Linked DNA regions of Hordeum vulgare: region 1 is linked to region 2. The links are chromatin contacts, called in public Hi-C maps. All regions are on one chromosome and are shown on one strand. Each heading gives the region's core, a stretch centred on a gene start, on an enhancer-like site or on the middle of the called end of the contact. The rest is flanking DNA. Distances are from core to core; before and after follow the strand shown. Region 1 has its middle 140 kb from the start of LOC123447893. Region 2 holds the start of LOC123447891 (mitogen-activated protein kinase kinase kinase 3-like).

Region 1 (7,278 bases), core at 1,800-4,299, 380 kb after region 2:
TCGGTCTGACAACTAATTAATCGGTATGACAACTCATTAGTCGGTCTAACTGGCCCATTAATCGGCATGACAAGTTAACACGACGAATAGGTGTTATTCGATTCGGTCACCCTAAGAGTAGCGATTAACTGGCAAGTTAACTGGTTAATCGGACGAATTCTTGAACAGTGTGTATACGTACCATGGTTGCTCATTCAACTCCAACCAACAATGCATGTTGTTGAATTTTTGCTTCTCCAACTTCTTCAATACCGTACACGCCTGAGAAGGAAACAAATAAAGCATTGTCAACAAAACTATGCACACATCCCACTAGTGATTAACATAACTGTGCACACATCCATCTAGTGATCAACAAAAATATGCACACGTCGACTAGTGATCAACAAAACTATGTAAATATGGCTAGTGACCAACAAAACTATGCACATCCGTCGGCATTTTCAACAAAACTGTGCAAACATCCGGCTAGTGATCAACAACACTAAGCACATGCGGTTAGTCATCAACAAAATATGCACATCTGGACACATTGTGAACAAAACCACATCGAGTTATTGATCAATGAAACTACGCACATCCGGCTAGTCATCAACAAAACTATGCACATCCAACAACATTGTCAACAAAACTATGCACACATCCGGCTAGTGATCAACTAAACTATGCACGTTCGACTACCAATCAATAAAACTATGCACACATCCGGCTATTAATCAGCAAGACTATGCACACATACCTCTAGTGCTCAACAATACTATGGATATCCATCCAATGAACTTACTTTGTCGGTGATTTGCGCACCACTAGACCACCGTTCGATGAGATGCACTAAGTGGTCGTTGTATTTCGAGATGGCTTCTTAGATGGTGTACCATCGATGGTTGGGGGACTTTGGTTCACGTTTGCGGATGAGCGCATCGGAGTTGGGTACGAAATGCTTGTGTTCATGGAACCATGTGTGAATGTTGGCCCAAAAAGTTGAGGCATTTTGCTCCGTGCCATGGATCGGACCGAGGCTAGTGAACTCTTCTTATTCGGATCACCGCTAAAATCATCCGGATCATTGTCCTCGCGGTCCTCCTCGTTCTCCTCCACCTCTTGTTGTTGTGTGCCCATGCGAGTGTGGGTGTAGGACTGTTGCATGCCAGTCTAGGTGTAGCCCTGTTACGTGGGGGTGTAGTTTCCAAATTGGGTGGGATTCGAGTCTTCCACCTGCCCGTCCTCATAATCACCTCGACCCTCGCCTCTGTCGTGGATGATGTCAAACATCTCCATGTTTGCGTCGCCGTACGCCTTCTCGCCTGCTTTAGGCATAGTAGCGAACAACGTGCACACACCATGTGCTCCTAACCCCAGTCCGTGCCGGACGAGCCACGACAACGAAGACTCCAAGAAGAGCAGTGGTGTCGTGTTTACGTCGATGATGCCAGGTACTTGCCCAATGGTGGTTGTTGTGGACTTCCTACCGAGCTACTGGGGGCCATGGCGGCATCTCGACGGAGGGCTTTACCATCAAGGCTCAACGACCCGGGCTGCGACCTCCACCACGTGTGTGACCAGCACACCCACCGCCACCGTTGCCATCAAAACACCCGCCGCCGACATTCCCCTTCTTAAGATTCCCCTCCTTTGTGCCCTTCGCTTTGACGCGGTGAATTTGTCGCGTCGTCGAGTTGATCTTCTAGACGAGGGTGATGTGGGGATCATTCTGCACCACCACCAGCACCTCCATCTCCGGAAGGTCCTTATTTGGTTCAATGTGTGTGTGGAGAGAGCGAGGAAGGAAGTGGGAGAAAAGTACGGGGATTGGGTGGAGAGCAGCGGGATGGAAGAAGACAGTGGGGGATTTCGGTGCGGAAACAATGAAGGTGCTACAAAAGCACATGCTCCGCCTTCTTTTTGGCTGGGCTAGTGTAAGAGATGTGTCTCTTTTGCGGACTCCTGTAAAGCCCTCTCCCCCGGGTTTGGTTTCAATTTGCGGGAGAAACGTGTTCCGGACTGCGGGACGAAACGATACAGGACCGTGTTGGATGACTTTCGAGATCTGGACCATGTGGTCCAAACACATGTAGGTGCTTTGGGAGTTGGTGGTGAAGATCTCATTAGGCAAACTTAGTCTCGGACCAAACAACCCCTATATCTTTTGAACGGAAAGTACAATCTGTATTTTGTTTGCATATTCGGTTCCTTGTGACAACGGATTTAAAATGAAACTAGTTTTGAATAAGTTTTAACAAGTTCTTAAATCTTCACGATGTTTCATCCATTAAAATATGTACTTCCTCTGTAAACTACTATAAGCATATTCGGTTCCTTGTGACAACGGATTTAAAATGAAACTACTTTTGAATAAGTTTTAACAAGTTCTTAAATCTTCACGATGTTTCATCCATTAGAACTTGTACTTTCTCTGTAATAAGAGTGTTTAGATCACTATTTTAATGATCTAAACGTTTCTATATTAGTGTACAGAACGAGTAGAAACGAATGGGTGCTAAAACTTAAACTGTGCTGAGAACTGTGGTGGGTCAAATCAGTTTGCGGACCGCCATGCAATGATGCGGTCAGGCGCAGCCGGGCAGATGCATGCATCTGTAAATTCGGCTTATGCTCTCATTGTATTTTTTTTTTCATAGAACCTATTCCTGTCGTTTTAAATAAGTATTTTAATTTTATATTAAATATCATACAAAGTTATATTAAACTTGAGACATTTATTTTAAAAAAGAGAGAGTACTACGTAATGAAGCTAGTCCTTGGAGTATCATATTTCCCTTGGATCCTGTCATGCAATGTGTCTTATCTGGGTTGTTTTGTGTTGCTAGATTCTTCTACAGTTTAATATATACAAGTTATGTTCTATCATTTTTTTATAGCCAAGGTGCACGCCCACTGGGAAAATGTCGATGTCCAACCGAAAAAGGCTATATACAGTTTTCTTATATACTGATATCTTTTGGAGATAAAGGAAAAGTTCTATTGCCTTTGGACCATAGAATCACAATCACACTGATTACACAAATATAAAGAAAGTCCCAATCATCATAAAAAGGAGGCTTAGCGTAGTTTATCCTCCATCTATTTGTTTATGAGTGTATTAGTTTTGGTGTACTTCATTAACAATAAATACCTTTTCTTGGTTAACACGTCTTTGAATCCTGCTATTAAGTACAAACTTACACACAATTCTGAAGTGTTTTGGCTCTCGGGTGCATTTGCACCCGCATGTAAACAATAAAATAGTGCAAAGTAGTAAACAAGATTTAAAAAATCCAATTTTTCTTGTGATGTGAGATGCTCATGTACGTAGAGTCCATGCAACATTTCGCGAAGTTTGGACATTTCAATATCTCTCAGCAAAAAGGATAAATTTGAGACATACGATAATACTTCGAAAACAGCACAGTTTGGAACTTATTTTTTTCTCTCAAGCTTCTTAAATGTCATTTAGCTGTGAAATTTTGCCCGCACCTGCCGCACCAAATCATTCTGCATAAAAAAACTCAGTTTTTTCTATTATTTACTGTTCACCGGATGCAGGAGCCCGGACACCGGATTGAATCTTAGCATAATTTGGTCTCTTTATGTGATGAGAAGCATCATCTTTCTTAGAGTTTATCTGAAGTACAACTTTAACAAAAGATAAAGTAGCCCTAACGCTCTTCCTAGATAATTCGAGGCACTCTCGATCAATCATGTATGTATGAATATGCTGTGGGCAGGAAGGAAAAGGAGAGAAAGTATTATATTATTATGTTTGTAATAAATAAAAAATTTAGCTTCCAACTGGTATTGTTGTGCCATCTGGTGCACGCAAGCCGTTCGGAAAGCTAGTGGTTACTAGCCAGTATTAAGAAATGTCACATCAGGTTAACTTATTGGTGGTAATGTGTGCAACTAATCACAACTACCCTATGATGGAAGCAAGGTTGATGTGGAATGTGATGGATGCTTCTGAACTACGGAATATGATGATTTGCAGCCTCATATATGTCACCTGCAAGATTCAGGCAGGTCTCCTATCGCCCAATCCAGCATCTTTTTTAGGTTAGTCACCAGGACCAGAAACTCTAATATAAATATGTAAATAATGATAACACTAGTGGAAACAACCCACTAAATTCCGTGTTTGCTATTTGTAGGCTACTTGAAAATGCAACTTCCCTTGATTCAAAAGTGCTCATAGGAATGTGGTGTGCGTGCGTATGTTCATAAGGATGAGTATATGTACGTGTATATAAGAGCTTGCATTTGTACTGTGTTAAAAAAAACTTTACATGGTTGATTCGGGAGAGAAGAAGATGGTGAGGCACAGCCCGAGGCAAAGACGGGGAGTTGCGGATGGTTGCGGTGTCTCCGGCCACACCAACCCGAGAGCGACCCAGAGCCAAGGATAACGCGGTCGGCCACAGTGTCGCGGGTGGAGGTCAAATTCACTGTTTTGACCTTTTTAGTAACGTTAAGCTGGATGTGACCCCGGTGGGATTATTTTTTTCGAATCTGACCCTTTTACCTACCGCCACACCCTGCGGAGGCAGGTTTACCCAGGCTACAGCCCGAGCACTCGACGGTAGCTCACTTAACCACGTCAACGTGTAACTGACGATCGTTGTTACGGCCCTACCGCCACATAGGCTGGCTGTAGGACGTGATAACCCACCACCGCAGTGTCTGGCGGTAGGGTCTGAAACATTATAAGGCTGAACCGCCGGTTCGCCCTCCCCATCTCCTCCCCACCCCACCCCGCGGCAGCCTCAAGAACCGAGAGGGGGAACCTCTCTTGTCTCCTCCACTCTCTCCCTCGGATCTCTTCCGTTTCTTCACCATTTTTGCGGATCGAGATGTCTCCGAAACGAGAAAAGTAAGCTCCTCTGATCGTTCCATTTAGTTTTAGTCAAATAGCTTCCGATTCGTCGCATTATTTGATTGAAGCCACTCCTATTTTCAAACTAGATTTAATGTTTTTGTACCACATGATTTTAGGTTGATTCTAGATGTTCTATGGGGTTGGATTTGAACTTGTATTTACTCGTTGGAGAGATTGTATGTATTTTCATGATGAACTACATGATGAATCCTAGTTGCATGATGAACCCTAGTTCATGTAAAAAAATCTTGATATGATGCATGTTGAAGGAATGAATTCATAGGTTTGTTTTGATGTGATTAACCTTTGTGATATGAATCAAGCCTTGGATATAGTGATGTTGGAGAAAATTGTATGTATTTACTTATTTTTTAGAAATTAAAGAAATGATTAAATAATGTTAAAACAATCTTATGGAAAATGAATAAATGAATCATGCTTATGAGAATCATGTTTTCAAATTGAATGAATAAAAATTATTAATAGTGTTTGTTTATTCATGCTTATGCTATTTTAATTATGCTTATTCTTATCTATGCTTAGGTTTATGCAAAAAAAAATAGGAGGGCACCTCTTGCGGACAACATCGGAACTAAGTATACCATGCTTGACTCTACGTTCGACAAGGGTCATCGTGTCCGTTTCATTGAGAATGGAGTGGTAATTACCATTGTTGAACAAAGTTGTTCAAATTGATGAAAATATGTTACTAATTATTTGGGTCTTCATTTTGGCATATGCTTCCGCCAATGCAGATGAGGGGTCACAGGACGACCGTTAAGATGGTGTACAACGAGCACTACGCGCAGTTCTACAAGAGAGCCCCACTGTTGGATTTCGTCATGTAGTTCAAGCGTAAGCCGCCGACGCTTGTCCTCTCGGCTCTCACAGCTTTGATCGACCGATGGTGGCAAGAGACGCACAGTTTCCATCTTCTATGTGGGGAGATGACGGTGACCCTCGAGGATTGGGGGATGATTATAGCCCTACCGATCGATGGTCGTGCTCTCATAGGCCGAGTAGACAGGAGGAACTGGGAGGATAGGGTTATCGCCCTTATCGGCGACCGCTCTCCCACTAAGGCTAACCGTACTTCCAGCGTACTATTTCCCTGGCTTCTGAAGCACCAGAGCAATTGCCCGGATGGTGTCGAAACCCGAGTGGTGGAGCAGTACGCCAGGGCCTACCTATGGTACCTTCTCACAAATGTTGTTTTTCCATACTGCTTTGGGGACACATCCCTATGGATGTATCTTGACTTCCTAGCTGACTAGGGTGCAGGGTACAGCTGGGGGTCCGCCGGCCTCGCCTACCTATGCCATTCGGTAAGAGAATATTTCATTGTTTTAATTTATGTCACATATGCTCCTTTAAGTTATGTCATCTTATCATCAACATGTTTTTTGTAGCTTGATGACGCAACCCAGAGGACGGAATCATCATCCGGTATGTGTGGATGTTCCTGGGCCCTTTCCGTTTGGATGTGGGAGCGAATCCCAGTGGGGCATGTGGAGAAACTCAAACTGCTGGAATGGGAAGACTATGGCGAAGATGATGGCGACGAACCTCGATACCCGATCGTCGTGTATGCTTAGGACCGGGTGGGCGTCTATACGGGCACATCCAAGGCTTTGTACAAGGTCTTCACCAACGAGATTGATGCTTTGACGCCTTTCCAGGTATACGAACTAGATTTTGAATATTTTTTATGACACTGTCACGTGAGCTTACCGTTTTTTGGTACTAGGTTAATTGGGAGCCTTATGCTGAACAAGAGTGGGGGTTCCAGCTGAACGTGATGTGCAAGCACGACAGGCTTCTCTAGCGATGCATCGTGCCCAAGATTTGTCTCTATGTCATCGAGTACCACATGCCACATCGCGTTGCCGCATAGTTTCGTAAGGTGCAACGTACCCCATTGGACAATCGCATCCACACCAGTGGCTTGGACCTACACGTGTCAGTGCGTTGTTCTCTATTTACGTGTTTTTGTTTTGATGTTTTACATACATTTTTAATGATGTTTTACATTCTTTCCTATGCCTTGCAGTATGAGAAGACAGAATAATCAGTCGATCGTAGACCGGGGAGAGACACATGGCAAATACGTTCAGGAATGGAATGACCGGAAAGGTCGCAAAGATGTGGAGAGAAGAGCGATCGGTTGGGAGGACTATGACGTGCACCGGTTCTGGTATGACAATGGGAGCAAGTATCGTCTGCACCTGAGGCCCTAGTGGACGACACAAGATGTCGAAGATCTTTACGATGACGACTCCAATAGTGAAGCCTACTATAACAGCATCACATAGCTAAAAGGCGGATTTAGGGAGTACACAACCCTCATGAACAAAATGGTAAGTGATGACCCACAAGTGTAGGGGATCTATCGTAGTCCTTTCCATAAG
Region 2 (6,936 bases), core at 4,287-6,786:
ATGCGCACGCCGTCGCCCGGGTGGAGCAGTTCGACGCAATCGCGGGTGAGTTCGCCGCGACCCGGCGCGGGCCGCCGCTCAAGACGACGGCGCTGAGCTCGCTCACCAAGGTCTGCGACGTTCTCGGCGTGTCGGCGCAGCGGAGGAAGAACGTGCGGCTGAGCGTCTGCCCGCAGGTGACGCAGCACCACGTCTGGCGCGGCGCGCTGGAGGAGGTGCTCAGGGACCTTCGAGCGGACATGGGCGCGCTGGAGCCCCCGTCCCCGGCGATTCGGATGGCCGAACAGATCGCGTCGGCCTGCGCCAGCTTCCTGTCGGAGACCGCGGACGCGGCGACGTCCTCCTCGCCGTCCTGGATGCGCCCAGCGCCATACAGGAGGCCGTCCCCGGCGCCGCCGCCGGCAAAGACATGGCAAGAAGTGCTGGACATGTTCACGGACCTGGGGAAGAGCCTGGCAACCGACGAGCGACTTGCCAGGCACACGCAGAAGGTGGAGGCCATGAAGGAGGGGTTGTACCAGATACGCGACATCATTGTTGAGAGGGACATCGCCTTCAAGGAGGCGCGCCACCAGGACTGCCTGGTGCAGAGGAATCTGTCCAAAAACCTGGGGCACTCGTCCCGGGGCCTCTACACGCTGCTGCTCTTCTACCTCTACGGCACTGTCCGGGACATCGAGGTGCATCTCGGCAAGCGCCTGTCCGGCAAGGAAGGCAAGAATGTCACCCTGCACGCCGTGAAATTCCTCATCGACGGCGATGAACTTGCGGTCCGGAGCGGCATCAAGCAGCTGAGCCGCGCTCTCCGTGTCTTCAGGTTTGTCTGGGAAGCGGCAAATACCGACACTGGGACTAGCAGCGATATCGTCGTCAAGAAAGGTGAGGGTGCCAAGGGAGTATTGAAGCTACAAGGGCATCTCTGGGGCCTTGGTGTTGAAGAGAAGGCGGTGACATACAGAGGGGATGTGTTCCAAGTGCATCAGATAAAACTGCCCTGAATTTCTCCATATTCGCGACATCTTCCGAAGATTGATAGAGACCTGTATTCATTCCAAATTGATCATACGAGGGACACAACAGATGAAGGTACTGAAGGACAGCCTGAAATGCCATTCTCTCTTTTCTTGAACAAAAATGCTATTCTTTTTCACTAGAGCTCATTTAATTTGTACAAAGGACGAGGCAACTGTATCCTGAGGGTGAGATACATACAGAAAGGGTGAAACAGAAAGCAAAAAAAAAAAAAAACCCGCCTTTGTCCTCCTAAGTTCTAACACCATAACTTATGGGGTATCTTTCGTCCCAGTATGCAAAACATGTATGTTTGAAATTTCTACAATCTTCTTGGAGAATCAAATGTTTGCGTTTTCTGGCGAGGCGTTTCGAGCCACGGGTCTGTGAGATAGTTGCTTGGCCGCGTAGGGTACAGCACATTGTTGATAGGGCTGTAGTTGGCTGCTCCAGCCGAATATGCTGGATGCGGAGGTGATGGCAAACAACTCCGGTTCGACTGCCTGTACTGCCGTAACGGGCTAGTGCATGGCGAGACGGGGAGGGACATGTTCATACGTACACTGGATGCGCTGCTGGACAAATCAGATTAGAATATTCTGTTAGACGATGCAAGAGATGTAATTTACCATATTTTTAGCAAAATTAGTAAACGAGAACATACATGGCAGAGGCCCTGCGAGTTGATATCGAAGGAATAGAAGATGCTGGCACCGCTAAGTTTCTCATCCTGAGATTAGTATCTCGTAGAGGTGATAAGCTTCTGTAGGATGACAACTCGATGCTTGTCTTTACCTGAAATTTAATCATAGTGGTTAGAAATTAAAGGACACCACACTCGATATTCAGGCTAACTAATATGAGAGATGATCTCATCTAGCCATAACTGGTTATCATACATAGCACACGCACAGGCAGATTTCATAATATAGACCAATATTTGACGGTGCATAGACATAGACTGTAGACGTACCGACGCTTTGCTGCCGTCAGTGGAAGTTGGGAACATATCCCTAGTAATGCCAGAGCCAGAGCCAGAGCCAGACCTAGAGGACCTAGCTGAAGCTTGGTCTTTCACCCAAGGATGTTCTATTAATTGAGCAGCAGTTGGGCGTGCAGCAGGATCGCGCTGCAAGCAGAGTTTCAAAAAGCTTTTCGCTTCAGAAGAAAGATGATCTGGGATATCAGGTATGTCTTTGCTGTTTCCAATTTTGAATATTGCAGCCACCTGTGAAATTGATTACAAAATCTTAGCATACAATCAGAAGAAGAACAACCACCATAGCTATTTAAAATTGTCATTACACTCACCCCTTCGTACTGACTCCATGGAGGCCTTGCAGTTGCCATCTCAAGAATGGTGCAGCCAAGGCTCCAAATGTCCACTGAAAGGCTATATCCATTTGTATTCATGATAACCTGGGGAAAAAATAATATCAGTTGGTGTTCAACTAACAAGGAAAAATACACGAGAAAATTACAGTAGCCTTACCTCTGGAGCCATCCAGTAGGGGCTTCCTTTGAAAGATTTGATGGATGTGTATGCTGATATCTGTATAAATAAAATGCACATTTAACAAACTGATGTATGTATAAATAAAATAAATGTCAGATCATTGACACAGTATTAGTACTTACATGCTTGGCCATACCGAAATCTGCAAGTTTGATGTCACCATTAGGATCTACAAGTATATTTGCTCCTTTGATATCCCTGTGAGAAAGGTAAGTTTTCATCAGTAAGAAAGATGTAATGTTTTTCAAAAACAAATAGCCATCCTATTCTATTTACTTTGATGACTGCTTAATACCTGTGCACTGTATTCCGCCCATGCAAGTATGCAAGGCCAGAAAGGATCTGCGCAGTGTAACTCCGGAGGACTGCCTCCCCAAATGGACCATATTCTTGAAGCAACTTATGTATAGAGCCCCCAGAAACAAACTCAAGATAGACTGAGAGTGTTTCACTAGACTGCATTGCAATATGAAACTTATTCAGGCAAAGTGGTAAATAAATATATATATTCTAATGTATCTACCAAGTTAACATTGTAGCACCACTTAACTTTCAGATAAAATATTATAGCGGCTGTGATTGCTTGGGTAATTTATAATAATGTTACATGTTCAAGAATAAAGCATGGAAGATCGTCATATGTTTTGTATTTACCAGTTCACTGCCATAGTACTGCACAATGTTTGGATGGGAAAGCTGATTCAGGAGCAGCATTTCCTGTCAATAAGGAGCAGTGTCAGTATCAATGAAGTAACTCCGTTACATGAGAATGATGCTGACTAATCCAATATGCTCCAAAGATGATACCTGATTTAGCTGCCTCAGACACTCTTTTGAGTTCGAATCATCAGCAATAACCTTAACCTCTTTAATTGCACACATTTGGCCACCTTCGCTGCATTACATTTAGAGTGCAGGTAAGTATACTGCTACAAAGCAAAGGTTCAGTTTCTGAAGAATAGGGGAAAATAGAGGCTCTTAGCATCAAACAGCGCACCTGTTGAATCCGAGGTATACTTGCCCAAATGTTCCACTGCCTAATAACTTCCCCTTCTTCCACTGTGAATGGAGGGAACGAGATGTGCACGGGGAGCCTGGTGGAAGAGGAAGTGGGTGCGGTGAACTTGAGCTCCGGGAATCGTCTTGCCACCCAGTAGGGGATCCTGGGCATTGCCCAAATGCTCTTGAATGCACAGGTGAGGTTGGACAGTGTTTTCCTCTTGAACTAGGGGGAGAGCTTGGCATCCGTGTAGCAAACACAATTTCTGTCGATTTTCGGCCATGACAGTACGTCGTTCGATCACTTGGAAGATCCAAAATATTGGCCTGAAATTCTTTCCTTGGAGAAACTGAGGGTTCAAACGATCTGTTATTCTCCAAAGCCAGATTGCTTATGACGAAGCGTCCTTCGTCTAGCACAAGACTTTGTCTCCGAGAATCAATGGCCGGCGTTTTGTTTGCATCCGATATCCTATTGAATCAAGCATGAAAATCAAGTCAGTTGAAACGCACATCCTTGAACCAATCACTTGACATCACTAGATTTTTTAAAGCATTCTAGAGCTATCATATCTTAACACCATAATTGGGGGTGAAGGAATGTCGTTTAGTAATATTTCTTTATTTGAAAGAAGAAAAGGTCAACAAGCATTGTCTCATATGCTTGTAGCACACGGCGATAAGTTGGGCCACAGAGTTCGAGATTAATTTGCACAATAACAAATTCTAGATGAGATTGGCAAATCGGCTGATGGAACTGCCTTGAAAAATCAATACAAACAACAGTTATAACAGCAACGAAAATTTACCGTAAAAACATCACTAATCTAGTGCCAAACGGAGATCCAAACGATAAGGATCAGTGTTGCAACCAAGAAAACAACACTGAATTTTATAAAATTCATCTTTGTTAACAGCAAAACCAAACCCATCGATCAAGGCCCAGACAATAGCCTGAATTTTATAAACAGCTAGTATGAATCAGGGATCGAAGGAGATCCTTCTTTTTTTCAGGCTAACAGGGCAGCAGAATCTTGTTCCAACTGGATTCATCCGCCAACTGACCAAAGAATTAATCAGTGCACAGGAACATAACTTTCGGGAGGAAAACCAGAGAAACATCAAAGTTGCAGCTCCGAGCAAAGCAGCAAAAAGAAAAGAAAAAACTAATCTCGAAACCAAACAGATGACAAGAACAGCTCAACTCTACCTCCAATTGCCGACTGACGGCATATATATTCAACAAAAAGAATAAGAATAATAATTCAGCAGAACAGCAGCAACTAGTACCACACGCCTAGCGCCGCCAGAACACGCCAAACTTTACACCGAATTCAGCACGAGCGCAGGAGCAAAAGCTCGAACTTTTAGCCTGTGTGTGAAGCAACCAACCAACCACCCAAGCCCAGCAGATTAACCACCGGGCCAACTACTAGTACTCTGCCGATCAGTATGCATGGCGGGCTGCCCCTCACCTGTAGATTCCGAGATCCAGCGGCTCGTCGGAGGCGGCGGAGGACCCGAGCGACGAGCTGCCCCCGCTGGACGCGGACGCGGAGGCGGACGCGGGGGCGGAGGCCGACGGCATGGACGCCGGCCGCGGCAGCGGGTGCCCGACCGCCGGCGCCGGCTGCTTCCCGCGGCCTTCCCTGGAGATAAGCGCCTCGTCGAAGCTGCTCGCCTTCTTGTTCTTCCTGTCCTTCTCCCCGTCCTTTCCGGCCGGAATTGCGCCGGCGTCCCCCGCCGGCGCCGCCGCCTTGCTCTTGCTCCTGCCCTTGCCCTTCCACCACGCCGGCATCCTGCCTCCCGCACGGCGCCGCAGGCCACGCAGCGCTCGTTTGGCCGGGAAAGCTAGTCCCCAGAGAGAGAGATGCGGGAGAGAGGGGGGAGGGGGCTGAAATGGCTATCGTCGTGGAGGAAGCCGGAGGTGGGAGACAGAGAGGCGTACACGCGGGAGAGGAGGAGCGAGAGGGGGCGGGGACTCTTGTAACGACCGGGGTCCCCTTGGCGGGCCCCACCCGCGCAGCCCCCGTTGTCTCGAGCTCTCTCCCCCACTGTGGGTGCGCGTAGCGATATCTGTCTCCCGCCTGGAAGCTGCACACGTAGGCGGGTGGCGATGGGGTCACGATCTTCTGAGGCCGGTAGGCGGGGCCCGCCAGTTGTTGGGGGCGGCTGGCCTGTGGGAGTGGGACCGTGTGGCGTCGCTGCATGCGGGGCCCGCGAACACGGTGGTGGCGTGGACGTGGCGTGACGTGTCCGGTGGGGTCGACGGGGACGCGCTGCTAGAAGCACGCAGAGCGGAGGGAGTGGTTGCCCGGCTGCGGGAAGACTTCTCGTTTCCTTTCATCACTTGTTTACTGGCTGCCGGCAGAGTTATTAGTGAGCAGTGATGCTATTGAGTCCAAAAGACGAGCACTAGTGATGTATTAGTGCCATAGTTTCAAATAGCGGAGATAATATTGCTTAAATTAAATGTCGCTATTTTTTGTTAATGATCTAAAAATATACTGTAGACAACAATCTACTCCTTCGTTCCTAAATATAGTTTTATAGATATTTTAATACTGACTACGTACTGATATATATATACATATTTTACAACGCAGATTCATTCATTTTACTCCGTATGTGGTTTATATTGAAATCTCTATATAGACTAATAGTATGATATTTTAAAAATGAATGAAGTAGTGTTTTTACAAATCCGCTACATGGACATAGCACCCATGATATTGCCCGCAATCCGCATTCATTCATTGGCTTTTCACTGATTTAGCAGAGAAGAGATTACAAAGGATGATCAGACGATCGATTATAGAAAATAATTTGAACATGGGGAATGATTTGTGATAGTCATCTTCCTGAATTGTCTTGCGAGGCGATCTCTCACGTCGCTTCCCTGAATGGGGTCTCTACGCATTTAGCTCTGGCTAGGCGGCATTGCTCCATGTCTCTACCGGCAACGCTTTGTGATCTTGATAGAAAACACAATTTCGTCGTGAAATAAATGGGACCGTTAAGTTTGGTGGTCCCTAATTTCATGGATTGGGAGATAAGGGTTCGACTACAATCAGCTCTTTAAATTCGAGATTAGAAAACACACTTCACTCGGAGGAAAACAAATAATCAAACTTTACATTTTTTGTCGCATGCTTCAATCAGTGGAAGCCATCTCCAAAAGTTTTACGAGATGGTTTTTTTCGTGCTTCCACACCATTGCAAATGTTTACTTTGCGTCGAAGTTGGAGTTACCAAAGTTTGGGGGAGTCGAGTACTTCTAACTTACACAACGGTATTGGTACATAATTCTTGTAAGAATTCGAGTTTGTTGTGCGTTTTGCATCTTTTCCCGATTGTATCCGGGATACCTTATGTGACTTTATTGCTTAATCAATAAAATACCAACTTTG

The links. A called contact is a pair of places that touch in the nucleus more often than the background predicts.
Region 1: a contact with region 2 is called in a Hi-C map of leaf, with 1.9 times the contacts expected there. The contact joins the enhancer-like site here to the promoter of LOC123447891 in region 2. A contact is called at or near these places in 2 of 6 Hi-C or Micro-C datasets (leaf and seedling).

Annotation. Positions count from the first base shown.
Region 1 is chr4H:65,468,577-65,475,854 of MorexV3_pseudomolecules_assembly, forward strand. No RefSeq gene overlaps it. Among protein-coding and RNA genes, the nearest start is that of LOC123447893, 140 kb to the right of the region's middle. Within about 2 kb of position 3,050, at least 1 of the 3 cell types and tissues checked has open chromatin away from gene starts, as enhancers often do. A contact at or near this core is called in leaf, where this site is marked.
Region 2 is chr4H:65,088,425-65,095,360 of MorexV3_pseudomolecules_assembly, forward strand. It overlaps LOC123447891 (mitogen-activated protein kinase kinase kinase 3-like), which reads right to left and starts at 5,537. Exons shown (of 11, transcript XM_045124607.1): 1 at 5,002-5,537; 2 at 3,525-3,998; 3 at 3,335-3,422; 4 at 3,182-3,244; 5 at 2,823-2,983; 6 at 2,650-2,725; 7 at 2,504-2,563; 8 at 2,323-2,430; 9 at 1,985-2,239; 10 at 1,676-1,806; 11 at 1,088-1,583. The coding sequence starts at 5,324. The coding sequence ends at 1,334. It overlaps LOC123447892, which reads left to right. Exons shown (of 1, transcript XM_045124608.1): 1 at 1-1,330. The coding sequence ends at 998.